Regions from separate parts of the Mus musculus genome. Here all the other regions are linked to region 1. The links are chromatin contacts, called in public ChIA-PET, HiChIP or PLAC-seq and promoter capture Hi-C maps. All regions are on one chromosome and are shown on one strand. Each heading gives the region's core, a stretch centred on a gene start, on an enhancer-like site or on the middle of the called end of the contact. The rest is flanking DNA. Distances are from core to core; before and after follow the strand shown. Region 1 holds the start of Ski (ski sarcoma viral oncogene homolog (avian)). Region 2 holds the start of Aurkaip1 (aurora kinase A interacting protein 1). Region 3 holds the start of Mrpl20 (mitochondrial ribosomal protein L20). Region 4 holds the start of Atad3a (ATPase family, AAA domain containing 3A). Region 5 holds the start of Tmem240 (transmembrane protein 240).

Region 1 (5,123 bases), core at 1,037-3,536:
GAGGCTTGCACAGAGATGCCTGGCCAGCTCCAAGGTAGGCACTGTGTCTGGGAGTGTTGGCTTGTGTCTGTTCTGGTCTTACCCAGGAGGTCAGAAACTTGTCAAAAGCTGAAGATAACTCAGGCCGCCCTGGGTATGGCCCTCTTACTTCACCAATCAGGAAAGGCCTGTGCCCAGGCCAGTTTGAGGCCCTGGGTCTTTGAGGGGGAAATTTCTCACTTCTTCACTTAAACTGTCCTTCAGGGTCTGGTTTTGAATCCTTGTGTCAGCCCTTTTGTTATATGTTAGCTACTTTGGGTGACACTCTGCAAGATTGCCTTACTTTGATCCCAATGTATAGCCAATATATGGAGGGCCAGTGTAGTCCTACTCAGGCCGTAACCTAGATACCTGCTATGCACATGGATACTTGGTTCCCAGTCCTGGAGGATGCAGGGTAAGGATCATAGCAGCTGCCAGCCTGAGAATCACAGAGATCTGCTGTCCAAGCTATTGGCTAATGGCTGGCTCAAGAAGGGCCAAAAGCTACTAGACGCAGCTTCTTCAATATAGGATTACGTTCCTAAGTTCCCACCTCACAGAACAGGGTCCAGTAGACAGATGTTGCTGGTACCTATATCACTGATGAGAGGCTGGGTCACAGTTCATGGGGTAGTCGGTGTTACCTGCCAGTGAGTGACACAGGGACTCTCCATAGCTGTACCTCCTCTGCATCCCTAGGTCATGCTGTGAGCTCTGCAATCCTGTGTTGTTCTTGAGTGTGGAGTTCTGTATATCACTACACATGGAAACCCAGAAGTACTTTGGGCAGTCCTGCTCTGAAGACCTTGAGTGGTTCTTTGTGCAGGCACATGGGTTTTTGAGCTATCTTCTCAACATAAGAGTAACCTGGCATGAGTGTTCTGTGGTGTCCTTTATGTCACCTGGAATGCGTGTTTGTGTTGCCCCTATCATATGGGGGTAGGAACTTCGGTTGTGTGGCGACCCTAGGGTGCTTTGAGACGTTCTTGTATCAGAACCCGAATGTTTTGTGGCATCCTTGCTATGAGGAAGGGAACCTGGGTTTTGTTTTGTGGTGTCCTTGTTATGAGTGTCTCGTGGAGCACGACGTCCAGCAGTGTGGGGAGTGAAGGTTACTTCACAGTGTCTACCTAGAACGGGAACCCCGGGATGTAGGGCGGCAGCGGCGCAGATCTACTGCGGACCGCCGCTCAGCTGGCCTGTGGTTGTGGCAGGGGCCTTGTGGGTTTCGGGGGCCCCAAGACCGTGGTGGCAGCAGGACCGGAGTCTTCCCAGCCGCGCAGGAAGCGGCCTCGGCCGGAAGGGGGGCCCCAGGCGCCTCCGCTGTGGCCGCCTCCAGTGGCCTCCACAAGGCGGGGCCGAGCGAGACCGAGTAGGGCCGAGCAGGGCCGAGCCGGTACCGAGTAGGGCCGAGCGGGGCCGAGCACTGCCGAGAGGGGCCGAGCTCCGGTACGGGGGAGCCGAGCGGAGTCGAGCTGTGGGCGGACAAAGCCGAGCTTGGCCGAGTCCGGTCCGGGCGTAGCCGAGCGCCACTGAGCCCGGGAGGGGGAGCGCGCGTTCTTGGAAGAGCCCGCCCGGAGCTGGTCACATTCCTGGCCCGCACTCCGGCTGAGGCGGACGCACGGCAACAAACAACGCGGGAGGCGGGGCTGGCGCGGGCGGGGCGGGGCGGTACGGGGCGGGGCGGCGCGCGGCGGCGTGAGCTCAGCTCCCGGCGCTCAGTCCGAGCCGGAGCGAGCCGCCGGAAAGATGTGCGCCCAGTGCGCAGAGCCCCGCGCCGCCGCGGCGCTCTGAGGCCGCGGGCCAGAGGCGCCTCCGCCGTCCCGGGAGCCGCGCGCGCGGGCCAGCGGGCGGCCGGGAGCCGGCAGGCGGCCGCGCGGGCGGGCAGGCCGCCAGGGGCCGGCGGCGGGCGCGACGCGGCCGGTCAGCACCGCCGGGACGAGCCGAGCGGGCGCCGCGCGGTGGGAGGAGCGGGGCAGCGGCGGCGCGCCGCGCGCGCGGGGGGCCCGGGCGGCGGCGGGCGCGGCGCGGGGCGCGTGGATGTGGCGCCGGGCCCGGGCGGCGGCGGGCTCCAGCGGCGGGACCCCTTCGCCCCGCCCGCCTTCGCCTTCGCGCCCCCGGGCGAGGCCGAGGCCGGGGCCGTGATCGGCCGTGAACCGGCGACGGGGGGCGGTCGTGGCCGCGGTCGCGGGCGGCGGCGGGGTGCGCGGGGCGGCGGCGGAGGCCGTGGGGGCCCGGGCGCACGGGAGCGGGAGCGGCCGGGGGAGCCCGATCGCACCATGGAAGCTGCAGCGGCCGGCCGGGGCGGCTTCCAGCCGCACCCGGGGCTGCAGAAGACGCTGGAGCAGTTCCACCTGAGCTCCATGAGCTCGCTGGGCGGCCCGGCCGCTTTCTCGGCGCGCTGGGCGCAGGAGGCCTACAAGAAGGAGAGCGCCAAGGAGGCGGGTGCGGCCACAGTGCCGGCGCCGGTGCCCACTGCCGCGGAGCCGCCGCCCGTGCTGCACCTGCCTGCCATCCAGCCGCCGCCGCCCGTGCTTCCCGGGCCCTTCTTCATGCCGTCGGACCGCTCCACCGAGCGCTGTGAGACCGTGCTGGAAGGGGAGACCATCTCTTGTTTCGTGGTGGGAGGTGAGAAGCGTCTGTGCCTGCCGCAGATCCTCAACTCGGTGCTGCGCGACTTCTCACTGCAGCAGATCAACTCCGTGTGCGATGAGCTGCACATCTACTGCTCGCGCTGCACCGCCGACCAGCTGGAGATCCTCAAAGTCATGGGCATCCTGCCCTTCTCCGCGCCCTCCTGCGGGCTCATCACTAAGACGGACGCCGAGCGCCTGTGCAACGCGCTGCTCTACGGCGGCGCCTACCCGCCGCCTTGCAAGAAGGAGTTGGCGGCCAGCCTGGCGCTGGGCCTGGAGCTCAGCGAACGCAGCGTCCGCGTGTACCACGAGTGCTTCGGCAAGTGCAAAGGGCTGCTGGTGCCCGAGCTGTACAGCAGTCCCAGCGCTGCCTGCATCCAGTGCCTCGACTGCCGCCTCATGTACCCGCCGCACAAGTTCGTTGTACACTCGCACAAGGCCCTGGAGAACCGGACCTGCCACTGGGGCTTCGACTCAGCCAACTGGCGGGCCTACATCCTGCTGAGCCAGGACTACACGGGCAAGGAGGAGCAGGCCCGCCTTGGCCGCTGCCTGGACGACGTGAAGGAGAAGTTCGACTATGCCAACAAGTACAAGCGGAGGGTGCCCCGGGTAAGTGTCCCCGGGTCTTGGGGGTTGGCAAACTATGCTCAAGGTGGGTGGGTGGGGTCCTTCTGCTCTGGGTCCTCTGGGTTCAAAAGGTTGGGGCTCGTGGTTCGACCTTATCAGGCCTTGGGTTGATTTGATTTTAGAAAAGTAGGGGGCTTGTCGGTCTCTTGTGGGTAAGGCCATCTTCGTGTTGTCTGAGCGCTGCTCTTATGGAGTAGAGTAAACGGGAGAGCCCTCTCGGGGCTCATAGCCCTTGACCATTCAGGCTAAGCTCTGAAGGTCTGAGAAAGTGGCAACTTCAAGCTCTGGGAGGTTAGAGTGCCTGGACCTAGGCTGTGACTTTCTGGCCCATATCACCATGGGACCTTGACAGAGTTGTCCATATGAGAATGAAGCTTGCCCCTTTCTCTCTTGTGGCTGGGATGCTTTCTTGCCTGTGGTCCTCAGCTGAGTATCCATGCATGTTTACTGCCTCTCCTGTTTTTCCTTTAAATACTGGGGCACAGACAGCTAAAGTGAAGCTAGCTAGCTGTCTTGGCAGAGACTTGGCACTTGCAGCCCCTGGTGTCTCCTGTTTGTGCACGTCGAAGGCCACTTTGGCGTGGTCAGCGGCCTGCCGGAGTTGCTGATGGTCTGCAGTTTCTTTGGTCTCACCCATTTCCTTATGTTGCTCTTGTGCTTGGTTGTGGAGGCCCGTCAGCCCAGGCTGTGTTGTATGTGAGTCAAAGAAAGCTTTGTGAGATCTGCTTGGGCATTTCCTGGGCCACTTGGTACCTAAATCATTCACTGGAGTCCACAGGAAGTTTCTTTGCATATGCATCCTAAGTATGTTTAACTTTTAAATATCCAGGCTTATTAAATTGCACACACAGAATGCTGCATTGGCTCAGCTATTCTTGGGAGACCTAATTAATTCAAGCTATTGCATCAAACTTTTTTTTTTTTTTTTTCTAAATCTGTGAATAGATGCTGCAGCCCGGTTTTCTCTGGGCGCCCCTCCAGCAGCGTGTCAGAGTTGTGGGGGGAGGGGCTCTGAAGAAGGATGGTCGCCTCATTCTCTGGGGGCTGTGGAGTGTACATATGCTGTGTGTTCTTTGGCACTTTCGCCACAGCCGGGGCAGTGCACTGGGTGGGAGATGTTGCAGGCAGGTCTTCTCAGATGGACCTGGCTGTAGGGTCCCACCAGCGGAGACCTGTCTGTCTGGGGTGGTTGCACCCTTGTGTGGCTACTGTAGAGATGTGGTACTGGAGAGGCTGTGCCTCTGGGACACTTTCACGCCTCTTATCTTGGGAGCAGGCAGAGAGTCTTGTCTGAGTTGGGTGTGTCTGTGTTTGTGTTTGTCTGGTCCTGAGTGTTTGTGGTCTTTCTGTCTAGGCTTAGAGGACCAGCATGGTCCCTTTGTCCCAGCCACTGCTGAGTAGAAGACTCCTGTCTTCTCTTACAAGTCCTGTGGTGCTGGGTATGAGATTCTTGGGCTCAGGGGATTTGGTTCAGATGCCCGTGCCAGTACTGTGGGGTTAGAAGGCAGGACGGTGTGCTGAGCCATGGTCATGTGCTTGGGTCATTTCCTCCATGGTTTGTGTCTAGCTGCTCTTCTCTGTTGGCCACCCTGGGAGTGCTCTGACACCTCATTTGTTGAGTGAAGAGAAGTTTCTCAGGTGCTCTGTATCTCCAGCTCCTCTCAGGCAAGTGGTGGCTTCAGCTTGGGCTCTAGAGTTTGACCAGCTTCCGATTGTTTACTGACAAGGCACTGGTAGACTCCTCTTTCATCTTTGTAAGGTGCTCCCAGCTCTGCCATCCGTGTTGCTGCTCCCTTGACTCTGTGGGTCTGAAGTTGGGGGTTCAGGCTGGACCCG
Region 2 (5,123 bases), core at 1,881-4,380, 610 kb before region 1:
ACATCTGGGTGCTTAGCTCCAGACAGGAGAATTAAAATCCCATTTTTCCTCTAAAAGGAAGTGTGGGGTGAGCCACAGGGCAGCTCCTGGGCAGGGCTGGAAGGAAATACCAGGAGCAGCTGTGGACAGCCAAAAGTGCCAGCAGAATGCAGGGAGCTACAGGGTTAGACGTGGCCAGAACTGGATCAGAGAGAGAATGCTCCACTTCAACAAGGCTCCATCTTTGAGGCCCTGGCCCTAGAACCCTTGTTCCAGTCACCCCAGGAGACCCAGACTCAGGAAGAGTACCACAGCTGGGGAGCCCTGACAGGAGCTTTCAGCCAGCTGCTCTGGTCTTCTGCCAGGGACTGTGGGATGCCAAGAGCCTGGTTGCTGCCCCCTTATGGTCACTAGTAAAAGCACAACTACATTAGAGGTTTTTGGCTTTTGCACTCCATCCAATCAGCTTCAATTTTTCAGCAGAGAGCACAAGGCCCTTATTGGACCCTGCCTTTAGAAACCGGTTCACTGATTCACATTCATTGGTCAGGGGCACAGTTGGATCCCAAGGGACATCTGGTTATCAATATCATCTAAGCCAGCCTAGATTTGTTAGTTCAGGTGATATCGGAGAGCAGGGTTCATGAGGGCCCGCGTGGCCTAACAGATGCACTGTTCAGTTCCCAAGCTTATTCCTAGCTCCCTCATAACTTGGTATACAAGGCCAGGGTCCTTCCAGGTCCTCAACTATTCAGAGCATACACTCCTCTTGATGCAGGGATACTCTTCCCCAAGCTAGACTCTAAAAACAGCATCTTCTGTAGTAAGATGTCAACACTGAACCTAGCAAAACACACCATCCAGGCAACCTTCCTGATTAATGCTCCCACCCACACGGCTGAGGAGCCAAGCAGAAGCTGGGACATCTGGGAACACTGGCGACCCACCCCAATACCCTGTCCCTGTGGCAAGACGAGTCCATCCCAGCCAACAGGGCAACTTAAATGGCTCATCAACTACAGAGGACCACGTGCCATCTCTTGAGACATCTGAGCTTCCCTTTTCTGCTTCCCTCCTGAGTCCTCACAGATCATCTCTTACTCCATAATCAGCACTCCCCTTAACCCAGGTACCCCTCAGCTCCAGGACACCAGGACACCCAGTATTCACATTGATGTCCACCTTCCTGGAGCTGTTCAGTGGTCCCAGAGCACACATCTCTAAATGAGGCAGATTAGTCAGGCTGGAGGTCAAGGACAATTAGGCACACTTGGGCCCTGGGTTCCTATGACAGAGTCTTTTTTTACCCGAAGAGATCTCACACCAAGCCAAAGAAACTCTAGGTCGGCCTAGAATAATTGAGTCCTTCCAATATTTATTATAGTGGGTCAGAAGCAGCAAGAGAGCCAGAGGGACAGGAACCCAGATTATTTGTTCTTCAGGTAGATCTTCGGGGTCTGCCAGTTCTCAGGGGCTTCCTTCAGGCCTGCCTTAAGCCAGATGCGCTTCAAGTCTTTCTCAAATTTGATCTGCAAGGGCAGAGGAGACAACCAACTTATTATAACGAGCAAAGCCTCTTTTAACCACTGTCAGTCTAGGTCCAAGGGAGTGCCCATATTCACCTGCTTCTTCTTCAAACGTCCTTCCCGGACCTTGCGACGTAGAAACCGGGTCCTTTTGACCAGTTTACGGTACTTGTGGTGGTTCATCTTTCGCCTTCGGATCTTCAGCACGTTTTTGCACTGCACTGGAGTGGCATCCCAGGCTTCCCTGACTCCCTGCTGGGCTTCCTCCTCCCCCTGCCTAGGTGGACATTCGTAGAACTGGGAGGGAGCCAGAGTCACTGGGACCTCGACATTCCGTCTGGGCAATAAGTATTGAGCAGTCAGCCAGCTCTCTAGAGGACTGATGGCCATCTTCCTGGGGACCAGGAACTCCTCAAGCTCTGACTGGGTCCTCTTACCAGGGAGGGAGGCAGCCCGACTTGGGCTTGCAGGCTGCAAACTGTAAAGGGGTCGAAAAGCATAGCTGCCAATCACCCCGGAGCCAGGGCAGGAACGACTGAAACCTGGGGAAACAACACAGTTGCTACTAGTGCCATCACAGCAGATCAGAACACCACTACTACCCAGGCTAGGGCAACATGTAGACCCAAATGGTAAGGCCTGCCCCTTATCCTTCCGTCTGGAGTTGTGATGTGCTCCTACATACTACATGCAAGCTCGCAGGAAAAGGTTTGTGCCCAGGCTCTTATTCCCAGTAGCGACAGGAGACTACTGAAGGCGAGCTGGGCCGCGATGATTCCCATCCCCAAGTCAGGTGTGGATTCCGCGTCCAGGGGCGTCTTACCTGCCCAGGGAACAACAGTCCTGGCCAGCCGTGAAGTCAGGCGCGCCAGGAACATGGTGAGCAGTTGGTCCGGCGGCAGCGCTCAAAGCTAGAACACAGGAACCAGCTGAGGTCACGCAGCGGCGACGGGCAGTGCTCTCGGCCGCAGGCCTCGCATATCCCATCACCCTGGGTCCCCCTGACCCGCGATAAGGAGACATCTTCAAAAGTCGCTCTGAGCGCAAATCCTGTCCCTACTTCTCTCCACCAGCGTGGTCGCTGTAAGCCGCCCACCCACGGTTCCCGCTCAGGCAGCGAAACCCACAGCGCAGGACGATATCGACGCTCGCACGCACCAAACAGACGCAGGCCAAGCGAGCTCCGCCGCCGCTCATCATCTGAGCCCCGCAACAGGCCCACCGAATCCCGGAAGTTAGGACCGATCAGGTCGCCTCTGACCTCGACCACTTCCGGTCCCTGGTCCTACGCAGCGCCCTCTGGTGCCCGGCTCTGCGCTAACTCGATCCTTGCGTGCCCGAAGGCGATCGCTTCCGGTTGGAGGGGACGCTTCCCCTGCCGCTGTTGTCCAGCAGCAACAACGTTCCGGGTAAAAAGTGCCCACACCCGACACCCACCACAATCCCGGAGAGTGCTCTCTGCGTGCACGCGGACTTTACAGTATATATATATATATTTTTTTCCTTTCGTCTCTCCCAAGCCGGTTAGCCTCCGGGTACCGCCATGGACCGTAGGACTGCGGAAGTGACAAGTGGCGCTCCTCCTGTTAGGGCGGCAGGTCGTTTAATAGTCCTGTGGGATAGGCTGGCTGCAGAATGGGGCGCTCTGCTTCTTGAGGCCTCAGAAACTCCGCCCTGTTCCTGCTCCGCGGTCCTACCCTGCCGCTAATCTCAAGTGAAAAAAGTCCTAATTTCTTTAGTGTGCCCTGAGGAAAAAAAAATTTTTTTTAAAGATTTATTTATTTTTTATTATATATAAGTACACTGTAGCTGTCTTCAGACACTCCAGAAGAGGGAGTCAGATCTCATTACGGATGGTTGTGAGCCACCATGTGGTTGCTGGGATTTGAACTTCGGACCTTCGGAAGAGCAGTCGGGTGCTCTTACCCACTGAGCCATCTCACCAGCCCCCTGAGGAAAAATTTAAATATCCTCACACACACGTTAATTTTTATCCCAAAACTTAAAAGCAGCTTCTTCAGAATACGGCTGCTGCTTTCCTTGGCAAGAGCCTAGCAATCCACTGCACCTCAGTGTGGACCAGAAAGTCCTGCTGGCTCCGATGGACAGGGGTGCAAGACTAGGGTTCTCCTTCATTTGAGAAACTACGTATGCCTCGCATGAGGGATTTCTGTGGATTCTTAACACAAAGTGGCCAAATATCTCATTCTCAGGCATTAACCTAGCTAAAGTTACATAAACCAATAAGAGGGCAGAAATTGCAGGCTGTCGTCCCAGCTGTGTAACTGAGGTCACAAAGTGATGTTGCGTGTACCCTACCTTCGAGAGGGGATGCTGGAGATATTTGTCTTTTCTAATGATGTTTCGAGAGGGGAGGCACAATGTGCACCTGCATATGCCACAGCACACATGGAGTCATTTCTCTTCTTCCACATTTAAGGAAGTGAATTCCAGGGATCTCATTCAAGTTGTCGGGTTTATGTGGCAAGCACTTAACCACTGCGCTAGCCCAAACAGGAAGGTTTATGCATTTTAGTCTGTCTTTAGTTCAGACTCTCACCCTGGGTTTAGCCACAAAAGGCAAATGGAGTCTCTAGATTCCAGCCCTCACCTTGGTGCTCCCAGTCCTCAACATGGCCAGCTTTTATTTGATGTGTTTCTCCTTGGATTGCATAACTAAAGGTTCAAGGAGATGAATAAAAGTAAATAAATCCATCAGAGAAATGGTCATGTTCACAACAACCCGTATCGGGACAGGTCTTTGTAGAGTCAGGGACAATAAGAGAAAGGGCAAGTGGAAACAAGTTTTGGAAAGAGACCAAGCAAAGCATCCTCCTTACACAATCCCGGGAACTAGCAAGTTTCTAGTCTTCCAGGAGGTGAGTAAAGCCAACCTTGTTAAGATCCCTATACTTTCCTGGGTGGTGGTGGCCCACGCCTTTAATCCCAGCACTTGGGAAACAGAGTCAGATGGATCTCTTTTGAGTTGCAAGGCCAGCCTGGTCTACAGATTGAATTCTAGGACAGCCAGGGCTACACAGAGAAACCCTGTCTCAAAAAACCAAAAGACCCCCTGTATCTCAAACAGGCTCCAGGCCAAAACAGAACATGCCCAACCAGGGCAGGGTAGCTGCTTGGCCATGGTGGCAATAAAACACAGACACATAGCCATGACACCATGACATTGTATTGCTACTGTAAACTAACCTTGCCAAGGCAGATCTGGAATTGCAAAGGTTAATCCTTCATAAAAACCTAAGAAAAAAAGCACTGCTGGGGCTGAAGAGATGGCTTGGTGGTTAAGAGTACTTCCTATTCTTCCGTGGGATTTTCGTTTGTTCCCAATCAGAAAGAACCCGAAAGAAAGAAAGAAAGAAAGAAAGAAAGAAAGAAAGAAAGAAAGAAAGAAAGAAAGAAAGAAAGAAAGGAAGGAAGGAAGGAAGGAAGGAAGGAAGGAAGGAAGGAAGGAAGGAAGGAAGGAAGGAAGGAAGGAAGGAAGGAAGGAAGAAAGAAAGAAAGAAAGAAAGAAAGAAAGAAAGAAAGATCACTCACTGGTAGAAGATTTGGGGGGAGAGTCTGTGTAAATTGTTTTCTTTAGAGTATAAAGATGAATTTAAA
Region 3 (5,123 bases), core at 1,521-4,020, 580 kb before region 1:
AAACAAACAAACAAACAAACAAAAACAGGTGATGGCTAAGGAAGTACACTTCAAGTTGACCTCTGTACACCACACATGCATATAAAAATGGCTGGGGATATAACTCCGAAATTCATAGGCCACAGAGGTGGTTCATATTACTGTGCAATCCTGATGACCTGAGTGCGCTCAACATCTGGAACACAAAAAGCTGGATGCAGCAGCATACGCCTGCGGTCCTAGCACTCCTATGGCTGAGGCAGATCTTCACGGGCCAGGATGCTTAGAGTACAAAGTACAGCAGGAACAGCAAGGCAGATTCTGCCTCAACACGGTAGAAGGCAAAAACAAACTCCCGAAAACAACCCTCGAGCCTCCACATTTGAGCATATGCAGGAGTACATGCACACACAGAGTCCATGCCTAGCATGTTCAAGGCCCTAGGTCCATTCAGTCTCAGTAGTGCCTTCTTCTCAGTTAAAACAGACAAGGAAGTCAGCAAACTATTTGTATGTACCAGTAAGACAAAGGTTGAGATTCTGTGGCAGACACAGGAACTCAACTCTATGAAGGGAGAAAGGGTTCTTGGAGGATCTGGCTCGTTTGGATTAGTAGAGTCTGTGCTACACACTGACAAACACCTTAACATCTGTCTGGAGGGAATCAAAGTGGCCCTTGCCAGAAGAGGAGCAACTGTGGATTTCTTCAGTGCAACCCCAATGTGCCTCTGTTCTTACACATTAGATAGTAATAGGTTTGGGTTTTGCTTTGAGCTTTTTGGAGGGGTGGGGGGCTCTTTTAAGCATTCTTTACAAAGGTACTGTAGTCCCTAAAGCTCCTGTATTAGACTCTCTGGAAGTTTGTTAACACAAATTGTTGGGCTCTCCTTCTAGAGCCTAACTCAACACACTCAGAGTAGGTCCTTTAAAGAAAGTGTGCATTTTCTAAAAAAAAATCTCAGGGTGACCAGGACTGATCCAGGCCCTCATCAATGGCAGCAAATGTTCACTTCCCGTAAATGGATGCTCCCATGTGTTCACAACACTACTGGAAACTTTGGGCCTGAACAAATCACCAGGTCCCGAGGCAGGACCACTCTACTTCAAAGGCCCGTGCAGCTGAGAACAGAACAGAAACCCACAACAACACTGTCCACACAGTGAACACAACCATCATGCTGTACCCACATTCAGGTTAGGGAGTCCTGGGGTGGTTTGTTTGTTTGTTTGTTTGTTTTGTTTAATTTGTATATATTTGGATATGTCCTGTGAGGATGTGTGTGGGTGGGTGCACATGGAGACCAAAATGAGTCAAATCCCTTGGAGCTAGAAGTATAGACAGTTTTGAGTTGCTATAGAAGACCAGCATGTCCTCTATATCTATATCTGCTGAGCCTTTAGGGAACACGTTCTTACTGTCAAGGTCAGAAATGACATTTCTTATGGCCCTGTTGACTTAGCTCATAAGTACTTACAAGAACTATAACCCAGCGCACAAGTACAGCTTTCACAAATGACAAAACAAAACAAAACAAAACAAAACAAAACAAAAAACCACTTTTGCCCAAACATGTAAAGGGAATTCCTCGGGAATGAAAGTCAACATCCTGCGGCTACAGAAGGCTAAGCTCCGGGGGCATGGAGGGCTGAGCTCCCGAAGCCGGTTTGGAAGAGAGCCTAGCTCTAGGGAGATGAAGGACAAGCTGGGGGTTGGGGTCGGGCTTACGGTCCTCAGGTTCCGCTTCTTAAGTCTGCGGGCCTTCGTACACTTAACGAAGGCTCTGGTCACCGCCCTGACGGCCAGGCGGTAGCAGCGATTCTTCCTTCCCCGAAAATGCTGGATGAAGAAGAGGGGAGAAGGGTGTCGGGATGGCAGCGCGGCCCTCCACCCCCGCCCCACGCCTCGGGCCGCGACTCGCGCACTCACCTGAGCGTGTTTCAGCACCTCCTGAACCCGCCAATAGCGATCGGTGAGGCGGTTCCGCAGCCAGAGCCGCGTCGTGAGGAAGACCATGATGGGCTCCCGAAGCCCGACCGGCTGCCAGAAGCGCTTCCGGGTCAACGGTCAGACAGGCCAGCCCTGCCGGATGTGTGCGAGCACTGTCTTCCGGGGCGCCTCTAGACTCGCTCCCTCAGTTCCGTTGTGCCAGACCGTCCGCACGCGGGAGAATGGTTAGAGCATAAACTGGAGGAAGCCCCGCGGGCGGGGATGGCGAGCAGTCCCGGACGGAAATCAGATCTACAGAAACCGCCAAGGAACACTCGGTGGTCCGCTCTTCTGTGGGCATCAGTTGACCCTAAAGGAAAGTAAAAGAAATTGGGCTGGTGAGATGGCTCAGTGGGTAAGAGCACCCGACTGCTCTTCTAGAGTTCAAATCCCAGCAACCACATGGTGGCTCACAACCATCTGTAACAAGATCTGACGCCCAAATAAATAAATGAATGAATGAATAAATGAATAAATAAATAAGAATAGCCATGTGAACAGTATGTTTAAGAAAAGGAAAAGAAAGTAAAGGAAATTAAATCAAGTAAACCCATTCCAAAGACAGCTAGTCTGAGTCAAAGGCTCACATGAACAAAGGTATCTACTGTCCTGAAGATGTATCCTGGGGATGGAGCCCAACCTCCCGCAGGTACAGAGGCCAAGTTTCGGGGGGTGGAGGGCTGAGCTCCTGGAGCTGTGGGAGATACAAGCTCTACCGAGATGAAGGCGAAGCTGACAGTCGGAGTGGGACTCGCAGTCAACTCAGCAGAATTGGGGCTGGAGAGAGGGTTAAGAGCACTGACAGCTCTTCCGAAAGTCAAATCCCAGCAACCACGTGGTGGCTCACAACCATCCGTAGTTAGATCTGACGCCCTCTTCTGGAGAGTATGAAGACACCTACAATGTACTTAGATATAATAAATCTTTTTAAAAAAGAAAAAGAAAGAAAGAAAGAAAACAACAGCAGAATTTAGCTTATTCACCAGCTTTACTTGGAGTAAAGGTCTGAGTAAGAAGTTGGCTACCGCCGGGAGGTGGTGGCGAACGCCTTTAATCCCAGCACTTGGGAGGCAGAGGCAGGCAGATTTCTTGAGTTCGAGGGCAGCCTGGTCTACAAAGTGAGTTCCAGGACAGCCAGGGCTACACAGAGAAACCCTGTCTCGAAAAGCAAAAAAAAAAAAAAAAAAAAAAGTTGGCCACCAAGCCAGATGGTGGTGGCACATGCCTTCGATCCACTCAGGAGGCAGAGGGAGATGGATGTCTTGAGTTCAAGGCCAGCCTGGTCTACAGAATGAGTCCCAGAACAGTCAGGGCTACACAGAGAAACCCTGTCTCAAAAAACAACAAAGTAAAACATTTGTCTGTCAGGTCCCAGATGAGGAAGTAGACATGGACTCTCATCCCCAACCAAGAAGCTATCTCCAATTGCCAGCTGCTCCTAAAAGAAAAATTAGTTTTTCCTTGAGGGAAAGTCTTACACAGGGAGTCTTACATAGTATACTACAAACCACACCTTAAGGGCAGGCCCCAGGTCCAGATGGCCAACAGAAAACAAATTCAAAGGTATTTTGGGAGATTTTTTTTGGGGGGGTCTCATATTGTTTTGTTTGGGAATTTTTTTTAACTTTACTGTTCGTTTGCTTATATTATTGATGATGATAGGTTATTTCTTCACAGGTGAAATGAGCCAATTCAAGTCAGATTAGAACATTTAAAGGTAGGTTTGGCCCAAAGGATTGAGAGAGGAGGATTGGCCAAAATGTCTGGCTTACATAGGGAGGAGCCTTTGGTGGAAGGGCAGCTCAGTCCCTGGGCTGGAAAGTTTAAGGTTGGGGGCAGAGTGTCCTTGCCAGGTAGGAACTGAGGGATGCTGGGAGAACCTGCAAGCCAGGTCTGCTTTGATATGTAAAATATGTACCTGAGTTCCCTGTCCCAGGATCTGAAACTAAACAATTATGGTTTCTGAATTTGAGTTTTTATGTCTTTGAGTGTTTCTCATGTTCTTTTGTAGGTTCTTGTTTTTTCTTTTTTTTTTTCAATAATTTATTTTTGTATTCACTTTACATCCAATTGCAGCACCCCCTTCTCCCAGTCCCACCCTTACAAATCCCTCCCACTCTCACCCACTCCCCTTCTCCTCAGAGAAAGGAGAGCCCCCCCCCTTGGGTACCACCCCACCCTAGGACATCTAGTCCCAACAGGACTAGGCACATCCTCTCCCTCTGAAGCCCAACCACACAGTCCAAGTAAGAATGCCAACAGGGGGGCTGGAGAGATGGCTCAGTGGTTAAGAGCGCCGACTGCTCTTCTGAAGGTCCCGAGTTCAAATCCCAGCAACCACATGGTGGCTCACAACCATCCATAAAGAAATCTGATGCCCTCTTCTGGAGTGTCTGAAGACAGCTACAGTGTACTTACATATAATAAATAAAAAAAAAAAAAAATAGAATGCCAACAGGAGCTGGGTGTGGTGGTTTACGCCTTTAATCCCAGCACTCAGGAGGCAGAGGCAGACAGATTTCTGAGTTCGAGGCCAGCCTGGTCTACAAAGTGAGTTCCAGGACAGCCAGGGCTATACGGAGAAACCCTGTCTCGAAAAAAAAAATATTAAACTGCATAAAGTAGAATTTAGCTAGCTAACAGAGTGTTCAAGGATGAGTAGCATACTAACCAGAGATTATAGAAACTGTAGAAAGGAAAAAAAATTGTACTTCTAACATAATTAAAATAATTAAACTGGGACTGGAGATATGGTGCAGCAGTTAAAGAGCACTTGTTCTTGCAGAAGACACATGTTCAATTACCAGCACCCACATGGTGGCTCGTAACCATCCACAGCTCCAGTTCCAAGGATCCAACACCCTCTTCCAGTCTCCAGGGCCCTGTATACAAATGGTGAACAGCCATACACCCACACACAAAATAATTTTTTTGAAAAATATTAACTTAACTGTAGTGAGAATTCTGGGATTTTGTGTATCTGTGGGCTTTTCTACCTGCATCCAAGTTCCCCGAAATGATGACTCTGAAACTCTTACATATGAATAAGTGCCTAGGCTATTACTTTGGCTCCTTTCCACTGCCTCATAACTCAATTATCCCATTTAACTAATCTAGGTCAGTTACCTTTGTGGCCAGTTACCTTTCCTTCAGCTTCA
Region 4 (5,123 bases), core at 743-3,242, 540 kb before region 1:
AAAAAAGCTCTGACCCTCCTTACTTACCCATCTAAGCTCAAAGGCGACTGCTATGAGAGACGTGGTTTGTCCATTTAAAAACAAACAAACAAACAAACAAACAAAAAACCCTTATGGCCAATGAGTGATGTCTGGCTATTGCTGGGAAACTCATTTGGTTTTGTTGGGGGACAGGGGTCACAGGTAGAATAATCTTAGGATTTAAATTTAAGACAAATGGTGGTGACCTACACGGTTCATCCAAGCATTTGGGATGTAGCAGATTTCTGAGTTCCAGGACAGTTTGATCTGCAGCTTAAGTTCCAGGAGTGTCAGAGCTCAAAGAAACCTTATATCAAGAAACACTGGACAGTGATGGACAGTGATGGAAGCAGAGCTAGACTTGCTTATTGAGCTAGCTGTACAACACATCTTTGCTGATCTTTGTTGCAAAGAGAGAGGCCTAGTTGAGAACTTCTCTTGGCATTCCTCTTGGTCCCTCCTACAGAGGCGGTGGCTTGGCTGTCTCCGTTAGGTTGTGTCACCACTGCTGATTCATGTTTGTTATCCAGACTATCGAACTGGACTGTTAGTGTGTTTGTGAAGTGTATGGGAATGGATGGAGCTGCTGCTGTTAACCTGGGAAATGAACTGTTGATTTTCAGACAACATAGACAGGAGTTGTTCCAAAGAACCATTTCTAAACAGGTCTACCTCCCCCATATCCTTTTTCCACTATCTCTGATGGGTGGTGGGCTATAAGGAAGGTTACAGCACTCAAGAACTATCATTAATAGTAAGATTTTAAAAAATTAAAGTTTTATAAAAAATAAATACGACTAATAACATACCTTCAACTTCCTTTTTTATCATTTAAAATTGCCTTTTGTCCAGTGTTAAAAAACAGTCCAAACAATTCTGTGAACTCAACCGGTTTTATGAAAGATGCCTGGACCCAAGACGCTGACTTTGGTAAATGTGGGTTCCTAGTGACAACTGCCACTGTCCATGCTACCTTCCACTTGCCCAAAGGTTAGGTCAACCCTAGGTCCAGAGCAGGCACCTGGCTCAGCAGGCTCCCAAGGAGCGCTCACTGGCTAACAAGCACAAGCCTGGAGCACCAGCCCTCACTCTAAGTAGCTCCTGAGTGTAATGTACCCTCTGCAGGCTCTGGGAGTCGGCTTGGCTTTCTGGCTTGTACTGCAAAGCAGCAGCATGCCAATAGCCGCCGTGGGTTGCCAAAACACCAAAGAGGATCGGGCTCAAAACACCGCCTGAGCAATCGTAGCAGAATGGTGCAGGATTGTTTGTCAGAGGCGCCCAAGTCTCTGACCTAAGTAACTCTCTTATTCTTATGCACGCTTGGCTGTAGGAGCCGCTGGCCTGGAGACGCTCAAAGCAGCCACAGATATACATGAATCCGGCTCCGAGAAAGCGTGGGGTCACAGCAGGGGTGCCCGGCCGGTCGAGGGGCGCCAGGGACCCCTTCTCTAGTCCTCCCGGCTGGAGGTCTCACCCCGATTACTTCGCCCTTAGTTGCAGTGACCTGAGGCATCTCAAGTCCGGAAAAAATTAGCTCCGGGAGACCCACAGCACCTTCAGGTTTTCCCTTCCTCTTCTGTTCTTTGGGTAGGATTCACAGCAGAAGAGTTCTGACCCTCCGTGGTGTGAGTCCAGTGTCTCTGATCGTCTGTGGGCTCTGTGGCTGGGGCGTCTCCATAAATGCCTATAGCGACAGGTACAGAACGACCCCAGAGGAATAGCACCTTTGCTTAAAAAAAAAAAAAAAAAAAAAAAAGTTTTCTAGGATGAAGGCACACCCACCTCGAAAACTTTGCTCCTATTTGCCTGGTCCAGGAGCTCTGTCCAGTTCCGCCTCCTTAGAAAGCTGGGCAAATCGTGCCACCGACGCCACTGGCGTCCCTATGTCAGCGGCCAATCCGGCGGCTGAGAACGTCTTGACCCTCCTAGGTTTCCGTCGTCCAGAAGGAAGGGGTGTGGCTCGCGCCTGCGCAGTGAGTCGCGCCCGCGGCGCGTGGTGACTGCGAGGAGCCTCGCGAGTCACGCTCCGGTACGGTCCGCCGAGGGCGCGCGGAGCTTGCAGACCATGTCGTGGCTCTTCGGCATCAAGGGCCCCAAGGGCGAAGGCACAGGGCCTCCGCTGCCCTTGCCGCCCGCTCAACCCGGGGCGGAGGGCGGCGGTGACCGCGGGGCGGGAGACCGGCCATCGCCCAAGGACAAATGGAGCAACTTCGACCCGACGGGCCTGGAACGTGCGGCCAAAGCGGCTCGCGAGTTGGAGCACTCGCGTGAGTGCGCGGGCTGGGCTTGGCGGGCCGAGGCCCTGGGAAATGGGAGGTTTCTCTCGGAGGCACTAGCTGCTGCCCTTAGGACTTTGGTCCTCTTGACGTCTTAGCAGCACAGTGGTCGTTCGCAGCCGTACCTTTCAGGTGACCTGAATGGCCGCTTATGGGACATTTGGTCATAGCCGTCCTGCATTGGGGGAGACCCCGATCCTGCCACCCTCTTGCACTTGTAGCTGTCAACACGTAGGTCGTAGGAGAGACCCTGTGCCAATGTTGGCCTTACCTACTTTACTGTTGGGCTTTCTAGCTGCCTCCACGTGGTGCAGGCCAAAAGTCATAGCCAGGTCAGGCGATCCTGTGTTGTGGTAGTTAATAGCAATCTCTCACTTAAAAAGGAGAGAGTAGATGTCGTGTTTACTATTGGATGATAGCATTCCACTGTGGAACGTGAGGTGAGGGTGTCCGTAAAGGTTGATCCTCTCTGAGACAGATTTTAGCATTGATGGATCCCAAAGGCCAGGACTTTTCCCAACAAATGACACATTTTTGTTTTGATGTTGACAGTTTGTGCCAAAGTGTAATGTAAGGTGGATTTTTTTGATTATTTTGCTTTGTTTGTTCTTGTTTTTATAAAGACTGTGCAGCCCTGGCTGAGACTCCTGTAGACCAGGCTGTCAGAGAAATCACAGCTCCACCTGCCACGGCCTCCTGAGGCGTGTGTCACTATGCCTAGCTAGTTGAAATATTTTTAAGAGCCTGCAGGGGGCTGCAGAGATGGCTGAAAGGCTAAGAGCACTTGTTGCTATTGTAGTGGACCTGTGTTCAATTCTGTGCACCTATATGACAGCTCAAAACCTTCTGTAACCCCAGTTTCAGGGCATCCAAGGACTCCTCTGGCTTCTAAGGGTACCAGACATATACATACTTATATGCAGGCAAAAACTCAAATACATAAAAAATTTTTTAAAAGCCTGAAATGTCAGCTTTGTTGAATGAATACTTATTGAAGGATGTTTCCATTCTCAATTTTGTGTTTATGCGGGTGTTCTGTTTTTCAAAAGATCCTATAGGGAAGCCCTAATTTAAATAGGTATAATATGCAGACCCTCTGAGAGAGAGTCTGGCACTTGGTGAGTCAATTCTCTGCTCTTGTAGGAAAAAAAAAAGTCTTGAGCTCATGCCTTTAATTCCAATACTTGGGAGGCAGAGACAGACAGATCTCTGAGTTTGAAGCTGGACTGCTCTGTACAGTAAGTTCCAGGCTAGTTGGGGTACACTGTGAGATCCTGTCCACTTTTGGCAATGGTCTCTTGAGCCCCACAGACTCAAATCTCCATATAGACATTCAGAGCCTTCAGATTGAGGTCCAGGGTCACCTGTCTCTTGAGGTCCAGCAGAGCTAGTAATTTTGTAAATAATCTATTGTGTTTGCTAGATAATCTCAGTGATTGGGTTGAAATGAGGAAAAGTGGCTGGTTTTCAAGGCATTTCCAGTATTAGAAGACTTGGCAGATGATCCCGTGTCCTGTTACACTGTTACGTAGGGGACAACTCTCGGTAACTCCTGGGTTGGGGAGATCACTCTCTAGACACACCTAGAGTTTCAGAATTGAATCTTGGCTATTAGTCTCACTAATGCAGGCTGTTGTATAGACTATGGAGAACAGTAGTTCCAACCCTCAGCTACATCCTGACTACTCTTGCATGTAAATTGCTCTTCAGGCGCTTGTCCTGGCAGTCCTGGAGGGCTTGCCCAGAGCATGCGCTATCTAGGTTCAGTGCCCTGGCCTCTACTATGCTTTAACAGAGCTCTCTTTTCTGGGCCAGCAACAAATTCCATGGGTTCTGCATGCCCTCATGGGCTGTCTAGGTCTGTGCCCTTTTCTTGTAGGGCAGTCTCAGGTGGGCACTAAACCTGTGCTGAGGTTTACCTATTCTGACTCACTTTACAAGAAAATGGACTCAGAGAAGTTAGCTCAGCTTGCCAAAGCCACATGAAGAAGAAACAGGAGCTGGAGGTTGGCCCCAGTTTTGTTGGACTGTGCTACCTCCATTCCTGCCTACTGTGCTGGGATGAGACCCCAAAGAGTGCTTCTGTCCCCAGCCCTGTCCTGTCAGAGAGAGACAGTGTATCAGAGGCCATTGTGATAACCTGCTCAGCACTTGGCCTCGCAGCTGACTCTCTGAATTGGTGTAGGGCTGTGCCTTGCTGCTCTCTCTCTGCTCAGGTGTGAGTTCTTTTGTCTTCTGTCCTGGTCACTGAAGACAAGAGAGTCTAGGGCAAGATTGTCTTGGAAGGTCCTTCCCAAGCTCTGACACTGTTGCTCATTGGTCGAGTTCATGCCAAACTGCATGTTCTGTCTAAATTGATCCCAAATGTCAGGACATCAGCCGTGCTCATCTAAACCTGTGGAATGCTCATGCCATGTTGCCTCCTGTCTTAGGCCATTTTCCCTCCCCATAATCATACCACTAACAGTCGTAAAGCTCTGGCTAACGACATGATTGTGACATTTGAAAGTAACATGAAGAAATTGCAGCTGACTTTGAAGACTTCAAAAATATAAGAAAGTCATGGGGATAGAAAGTAAGGGTTAGAATAGCAAAACATGGACATCGTTGTATTAGGTATGGGTTTCCTTGGTGATCTTCACTCCCGTGTTTTTCTGTGGTAGAAACTTTTTACAATAAGGTATTAGTAATGGAAAACTATCATGGAAATTTAGACTAGACTTGTTTCTTAGGCCTCTTTAGAATATACTAGAAGTAAAGTTTTTCCCACTAAGGTTTTTTTTTTTTTTTTTTCCTGAGACAGGGTTTCTCTGTGTAGCCCTGGCT
Region 5 (5,123 bases), core at 867-3,366, 510 kb before region 1:
GTCCACAGGTACTTGGGATGCTACATGAGATAGACATGTATAAACTGTGTAAATATACTCTAAGAACACACCCTCTGTGCTCTGGTGAACATTCAGTGTGCTGTCATGAACAGCACTTCATCAACCACCACCTTACAATAGTCCCGTATGTAGCACCTATTCCCAGTGTTCACGGCCCCAGTGGCTGGGCCCAGTATGCACATACTATCTTGGAAAGGCTTCAGAACTCACCTACAGACATGGCCTGGGAACAGGAGCGCTAACCTCATGTCTTTTCTGAGCCCTCTGATGTATCAGATAGACAGATGGTGTGCACCAAGCTGGAGCACAGGGCTCTCTAGGAATGTGTGACCACGCAGCAAATTTTCCTACCATGTCCAATGCATGTGAGGGTCCTGTATATCCACCTTCTACTTACTGTAACGTCCATGATCTGCAACACACTTGCCTGTACCCACAGCCATGTATGCACTTAGGATATATGCAACTGTCAAGACATACCCTATACCCCCGTGTGAAGGAACACCTCTGGAGCCGAAACATAGGGTGGGATAAGAAACTGAGGTTCTGGGATTCTAGCCCTATTCTTTCCTAGTTGTGTAACCTTGGGGAAGTCTACTCTGTAAAGCCTCCATCCACTTCCTCCCAGTCTGAACAGTAGGGACAACGGTTATCGCATGAGGGCATCTCTGGAATGAGTGCATGCGGATGTTCGAGTGCGCTGTGTACGCACATGTATATGCACAGACAGTACACACATGCGCGGCTCATGAGAAGATGTTTATTTCATACATGGACATACAAACATGCAAGGCCAGAAGACTTCATCACTACACATGCACAGAAGGGGAGGTCCCTGAAGGGTGTGGTGGGTCTCATTGTGACCTTGAGCAAACCCCAGCGTAGCTACTTCAGCTCCTCCCCTGCACAATAGTCATCAGTTGTGGCAGGTGTTCCTCAAGGTAGGCCCTTCCTATCTTGACCTCCTGCTCTTGCCTGCCATGGCCACAGTAGGCCCAGGAGGAAGACTTGGGTCGGAGGCAAGACTACTGCCCCAGGCTTAACCAGCTTCCTGGCTTCCACTGTGGACACTACTCAAGGATGCTGCTCTCAGGCCTCCGGGCCCTGGACCAGGAGGCTCCTTGGCCCATAATGCCACCACCAGGCAGCCTTTTCTCTAAAGGAACTGGAGGAAGGAGTTCCTAACAGACTCAGTCATGCTTCCTTTCCCAGGGAGCGGCTGGCTGACCTAGGGTTCCCGTTAGCCACCCCTCCCCCAGCACCTGGCGGGCAGAAGCGGCCCCCATCATCCAGCCAGGCTCTGCGGCCCAGCCTGCTCCGGGCTCACCGGCCAAGTGGGGCCCGCTGCACAAGTGTGATCACGCGTGTAGTGCCTAGAGCCGGGGCGCACTCACCGGCCACAGTTGCAGTGGCAGACGCGGTCCTCGCCCCGCAGGTGCGGGAGGATGTAGTTATGGAATCGGTCCAGCAGCGCGTTCATGTCCATCAAGCACGCGATGGCCTGGAAGAGCCCATGACCGGTCAGGGCGAGGAGTGGGCCGGGCCGAAAGGGGTGCCAAGGGGGAGTACTAGACTGCAGGGGTGGGTGGGTGGGTGGGGAAACGCAGGGCAACCAGGGCGAGGGCAGCGCAAGATCGCAGCGAGGGCAGCGCAGGCCGCACGGGCCGGTAAACAAGGAAGCGAGGTGGGGTAGGCGCGCGCGCGGGCGGGCGGCAGAAGCAGGGGGCGCGCGCGGGAAGCCCCTCCGCTCACCATCACGATCGACGCCCCCAGAATCATGAAGATCATGGTGTTCGCACTCATGGACATCGGGCGGGGCCGGGCCGGGCCGGAGCGCCGCCCCCCGGCCCCGGTGCCCCTCCCGGCCCCGGCCCGATGCTTAGCCCGCGCCGCCTCCGCAGAGGTCAGCGCTCGCGCGCCGGGCCGCCGCGGACCCCGGGGGCAGGCGCGGGCACAGGCAGCCGAGATGTGGGGGCTGACGTGGGGTCGCTCGCCTGTCGCCCGTTGCTGGCAGCCCTCCGCTCCGCCCTCCGGTGCTCCCTGCGCCCGGCTCCCTGCGGTCTGCGCGGCGGCCCCCTCCCTCCTCCCTCTTCCCTCCTCCAGGCTTCTCCCTCCCTCCTTTTCTTCTTCACTATCTCCTCCCTCCTCCTCCTGCCTCCGCCTCCGGGGAGGGACTTCGCCGCCCCGCGCCAGCATCCAGGGGCGAGGTTCTCCACTCCTGTCCCTGTGACGCAGCCCGAGACCCCTCCCCTCCGGCCTCGGCTCCACATTGTGCCCCATGTCATCAGCCTTGGCTCCGGTCTCCCTGCCCAGTGCCGCGCTGGACTGGGCCTTGGCCTGGACCAGGTGGTCGTTTCTGCTCTACTTCCCCAAGTAAGGCCCCTCCTTCTGGTTCTCCGGGTTCCAGAGAGGGACAGGAAGTGTCAGCACCCGCCTCCTCCAGCAAGAAAGTGCCATCAGAGGAGGGGCCTGGAAAGTCAGAGGAACCAGGGACTAATGACTACATGAGCAGAGGTAGGAGGGCAGGAGGGTAGGCGATACGGATGCGATGCGGAATGGGCCAAGTATGCCATAAAGATCGTGGCAGTTGTGGGAAAGACTAGGCGATTTCTGAGGAGGAAGGGGTGCTGGAACAGCTGCCAGCGTCTATGATCCTCTTGTGGCTGCCGGTCATGCTGGGATTGAGTCCCAAGCCCTGTGCTGGCCACAGAGCTGACAACAGAAGAACCAACCCTGCCCTGTGTTGGAAAGCAGGAAGAGGACAGCTGACCTCCAGCCCCCCAAGTCCAGACCCCACTGTATCTGAAGGTTCCAACAGGAGTTCAGTTATATCAGCTCACACAGGCCCTGAGCTGTTAAGGCACCAGGGTCCGGCCCTACTTCTCAGAAGGGTGCTCTCAGGTTTATCACAGGGTTGGACTCAATGGCCGAGTAGTCTCTTCCTCAGCAGGGAGTCAGGCCAGGAATTCAGGACAAACCAAAGACTTCTAGCAGCACCTATTTTGTGGCAATTCCAAGGTTTTTTTTCCCCTTAATAAGACAGCCTGTTGCTTTATTTAGGTTTCTGTACAATTCAGCAGTGGAGAGAAAAGGGCCAACAACAGACACTTGCTGTAGGCTGTAGAGTAAACCATCTTTATTTCTTTTGGTTAAAAACAATGGATTTGAATCTGGCATTTCTGCGTACGTCTCATTCCATATGTACAGTACATTGATGATGTACACCTAGCAGTAAAAACAAATATCTGAAAGGAAAACACACTGAAAAAGTGGCTTCAACAAAGGTGGCTGTGCAGGGCAGGCCATGCACCGAGCACAGGAGGCTCAGTAGAAGCAGACAGTATGCAGAAAGGCCCGGCCACTCTTCTCCTCGAACTCCTGCAGCAGCTCGTCGATTTCATTCTCCATGTCCTCAGTGTGCTGGATCTGGGAAAAGCACGGCCTTGAGTGAACCCGGGCATTGTGACGCGCCTTCCCTGACCCTGCCCTCCACTGATCTTCACTTCTGCAGGGACCCAGGCTTCAGGATAGCTCCCTCACAGCCTGTTCCTACCAGACATATACAACATATCATAGGAGTACCCCATATTGGGAGTGGGACGGCTAGATTCAAAGGGAGGCCTGGACCCCAAGGCTGGAACTCAGGTTCTGTTCTCAGGCGTCGTAGGTACATGAAAGCCTCATCAACCAGTGCTATCCCAAATCTGCAATGAGTGAAGTGAGGCACACAGATACCGGCATGCATTTTCCTACAGTCGTCCAGTGTGAATGCTGACTATGCTTTGTGCACTGCAGCATCAACTTCACATCTGGCCTCCACCCTCCAGACACCTATTGGTTCTTCTCCTGGTTGTGAAAACTTAAAAGGTGACCAGGCATTGCCAGTAGTAGTCCCTTGAATACTTGAAGTGAAGAAGGCTGGATGTTGAACACACTGTTCTGGCATGGCTACACAGTCTCCTTGGTCTCAGCCCTTTCTCCAGATCATCAGCTAGACCACAAGGTCAACTGCTAGAGCTTCAATAACACTAAGAGTGAAAGCAGTGTGGAGTTTAGCAGGAGTTTGGATCCCCCACGCGAACTTCCCCATCAGCCTTCACTTGGTAAGCCAAAAGGAAATCAATTCTGCCACAGTCAGCTAATCACAGTTCTTAAGGGCAAAAGTCAGGGAAAGGGGCTGGAGAGATGGCTCAGCGGTTATGACTGACTGCTCTTCAGGAGGTCCTGAGTTCAATTCCCAGCAACCACATGGTGGTTTACAACCATCTGTAATGAGATCTGACGCCCTCTTCTGATGTGTCTGAAAACAGCTGTACTTACATATAATAAATAAATCTTTTTTTTTTAAAAGTAAGGGAAAGGCACATGGTCCTTCCCAAAGTCCCTCCATAGCACCTGAACAATGGAATGCCTCCATACAGCAGCTACACAAGCCTTTAGGAAGCTCCTACAAGATTGCTTTTAGAGATGGATACTTAGATCAAGTGAAGGGACACAGACCCTTATACTGTGGCTGCTATCTCTTCCAGTCTCCAGACCTATCTTTGACACCACTAGATAAGCTCTTCTAGCCGTTGTCCATCAGAGGAAAAAGTGAAATGTCAGTTCTTCCAGGAGAGGGGCCTGTGCCCTGAGAGATGTCATACATCACTTTTATCATGGACAGAAGCACTGGGGGGTAGGGATTCAAGCCAAAGCATTTGGTCAACTTCTTAGAAAGTGTACTTCTTGGTTTTTACTAGAAATTTAGTATTTGACCAGGATGTGTTTATTTAACTTATAAAAACTTATTTTATTTTATTTTTATAAGTTGCTATGAGAAGCCCCAACAGGACCCAGGAGCTTAGACTCACACACTGGCAGAGCTCGCAGATAAGGAATGCTCCCAGAGTGGCCTCTTCATGGTTGTCCTGGATGTCCACATTGACCACATGCACTGGCTGGCAGGTCTCCTGTTCTCTGGAGTTCAGATCTGCTTGGTAAAGAGATATAAATATTATCAGACACCAGGTGGCAGATGTGTCCCAAGTCCAGGTCTTACCATTACCTGACCCTGAACTTTGCAGACTATAACTTGAGGATTGAGCACCCAAACCCAAGAA

What was found. ChIA-PET counts read pairs in DNA pulled down with a chosen protein or histone mark. HiChIP or PLAC-seq counts read pairs in DNA pulled down with a chosen protein or histone mark. Capture Hi-C pulls out chosen DNA fragments and counts their contacts.
Region 2: an RNA polymerase II ChIA-PET map of memory CD8 T cells shows a contact between it and region 1, with 37 read pairs. The contact joins the promoter of Aurkaip1 here to the promoter of Ski in region 1. A contact is called at or near these places in 2 of 39 promoter capture datasets (liver and pre-B cells) and 1 of 115 datasets of contacts at active chromatin or transcription factors (memory CD8 T cells).
Region 3: a contact with region 1 is called in a FOXA1 HiChIP or PLAC-seq map of pancreatic cancer cells. The contact joins the promoter of Mrpl20 here to the promoter of Ski in region 1. A contact is called at or near these places in 4 of 39 promoter capture datasets (cranial neural crest, liver and second pharyngeal arch cranial neural crest) and 2 of 115 datasets of contacts at active chromatin or transcription factors (effector CD8 T cells and pancreatic cancer cells).
Region 4: a contact with region 1 is called in a promoter capture Hi-C map of liver. The contact joins the promoter of Atad3a here to the promoter of Ski in region 1. A contact is called at or near these places in 3 of 39 promoter capture datasets (liver and pre-B cells), 2 of 115 datasets of contacts at active chromatin or transcription factors (bone marrow-derived macrophages and memory CD8 T cells) and 1 of 9 other capture datasets (liver).
Region 5: an RNA polymerase II ChIA-PET map of effector CD8 T cells shows a contact between it and region 1, with 6 read pairs. The contact joins the promoter of Tmem240 here to the promoter of Ski in region 1. A contact is called at or near these places in 2 of 39 promoter capture datasets (liver and pre-B cells) and 3 of 115 datasets of contacts at active chromatin or transcription factors (bone marrow-derived macrophages, effector CD8 T cells and pancreatic cancer cells).

Annotation. Positions count from the first base shown.
Region 1 is chr4:155,219,698-155,224,820 of GRCm38.p6, reverse strand. Ski (ski sarcoma viral oncogene homolog (avian)) reads left to right here and starts at 2,286. Exons shown (of 7, transcript NM_011385.2): 1 at 2,286-3,269. The coding sequence starts at 2,301.
Region 2 is chr4:155,829,276-155,834,398 of GRCm38.p6, reverse strand. Aurkaip1 (aurora kinase A interacting protein 1) reads right to left here and starts at 3,130. Exons shown (of 4, transcript NM_025338.4): 1 at 2,664-3,130; 2 at 2,329-2,416; 3 at 1,602-2,047; 4 at 1,301-1,508. The coding sequence starts at 2,383. The coding sequence ends at 1,407.
Region 3 is chr4:155,800,525-155,805,647 of GRCm38.p6, reverse strand. It overlaps Mrpl20 (mitochondrial ribosomal protein L20), which reads right to left and starts at 2,770. Exons shown (of 5, transcript NM_025570.3): 1 at 2,553-2,770; 2 at 1,906-2,275; 3 at 1,705-1,815. The coding sequence starts at 1,992.
Region 4 is chr4:155,757,967-155,763,089 of GRCm38.p6, reverse strand. It overlaps Atad3a (ATPase family, AAA domain containing 3A), which reads left to right and starts at 1,992. Exons shown (of 16, transcript NM_179203.3): 1 at 1,992-2,288. The coding sequence starts at 2,087. Atad3aos (ATPase family, AAA domain containing 3A, opposite strand) reads right to left here and starts at 1,898. Exons shown (of 3, transcript NR_027972.1): 1 at 1,804-1,898; 2 at 1,313-1,705.
Region 5 is chr4:155,731,797-155,736,919 of GRCm38.p6, reverse strand. Tmem240 (transmembrane protein 240) reads right to left here and starts at 2,116. Exons shown (of 4, transcript NM_001101506.1): 1 at 1,774-2,116; 2 at 1,416-1,522. The coding sequence starts at 1,830. Ssu72 (Ssu72 RNA polymerase II CTD phosphatase homolog (yeast)) reads right to left here. Exons shown (of 5, transcript NM_026899.3): 4 at 4,875-4,993; 5 at 3,041-3,447. The coding sequence ends at 3,346. It overlaps 1500002C15Rik (a long non-coding RNA gene), which reads left to right and starts at 2,478. Exons shown (of 2, transcript XR_001784583.2): 1 at 2,478-2,535.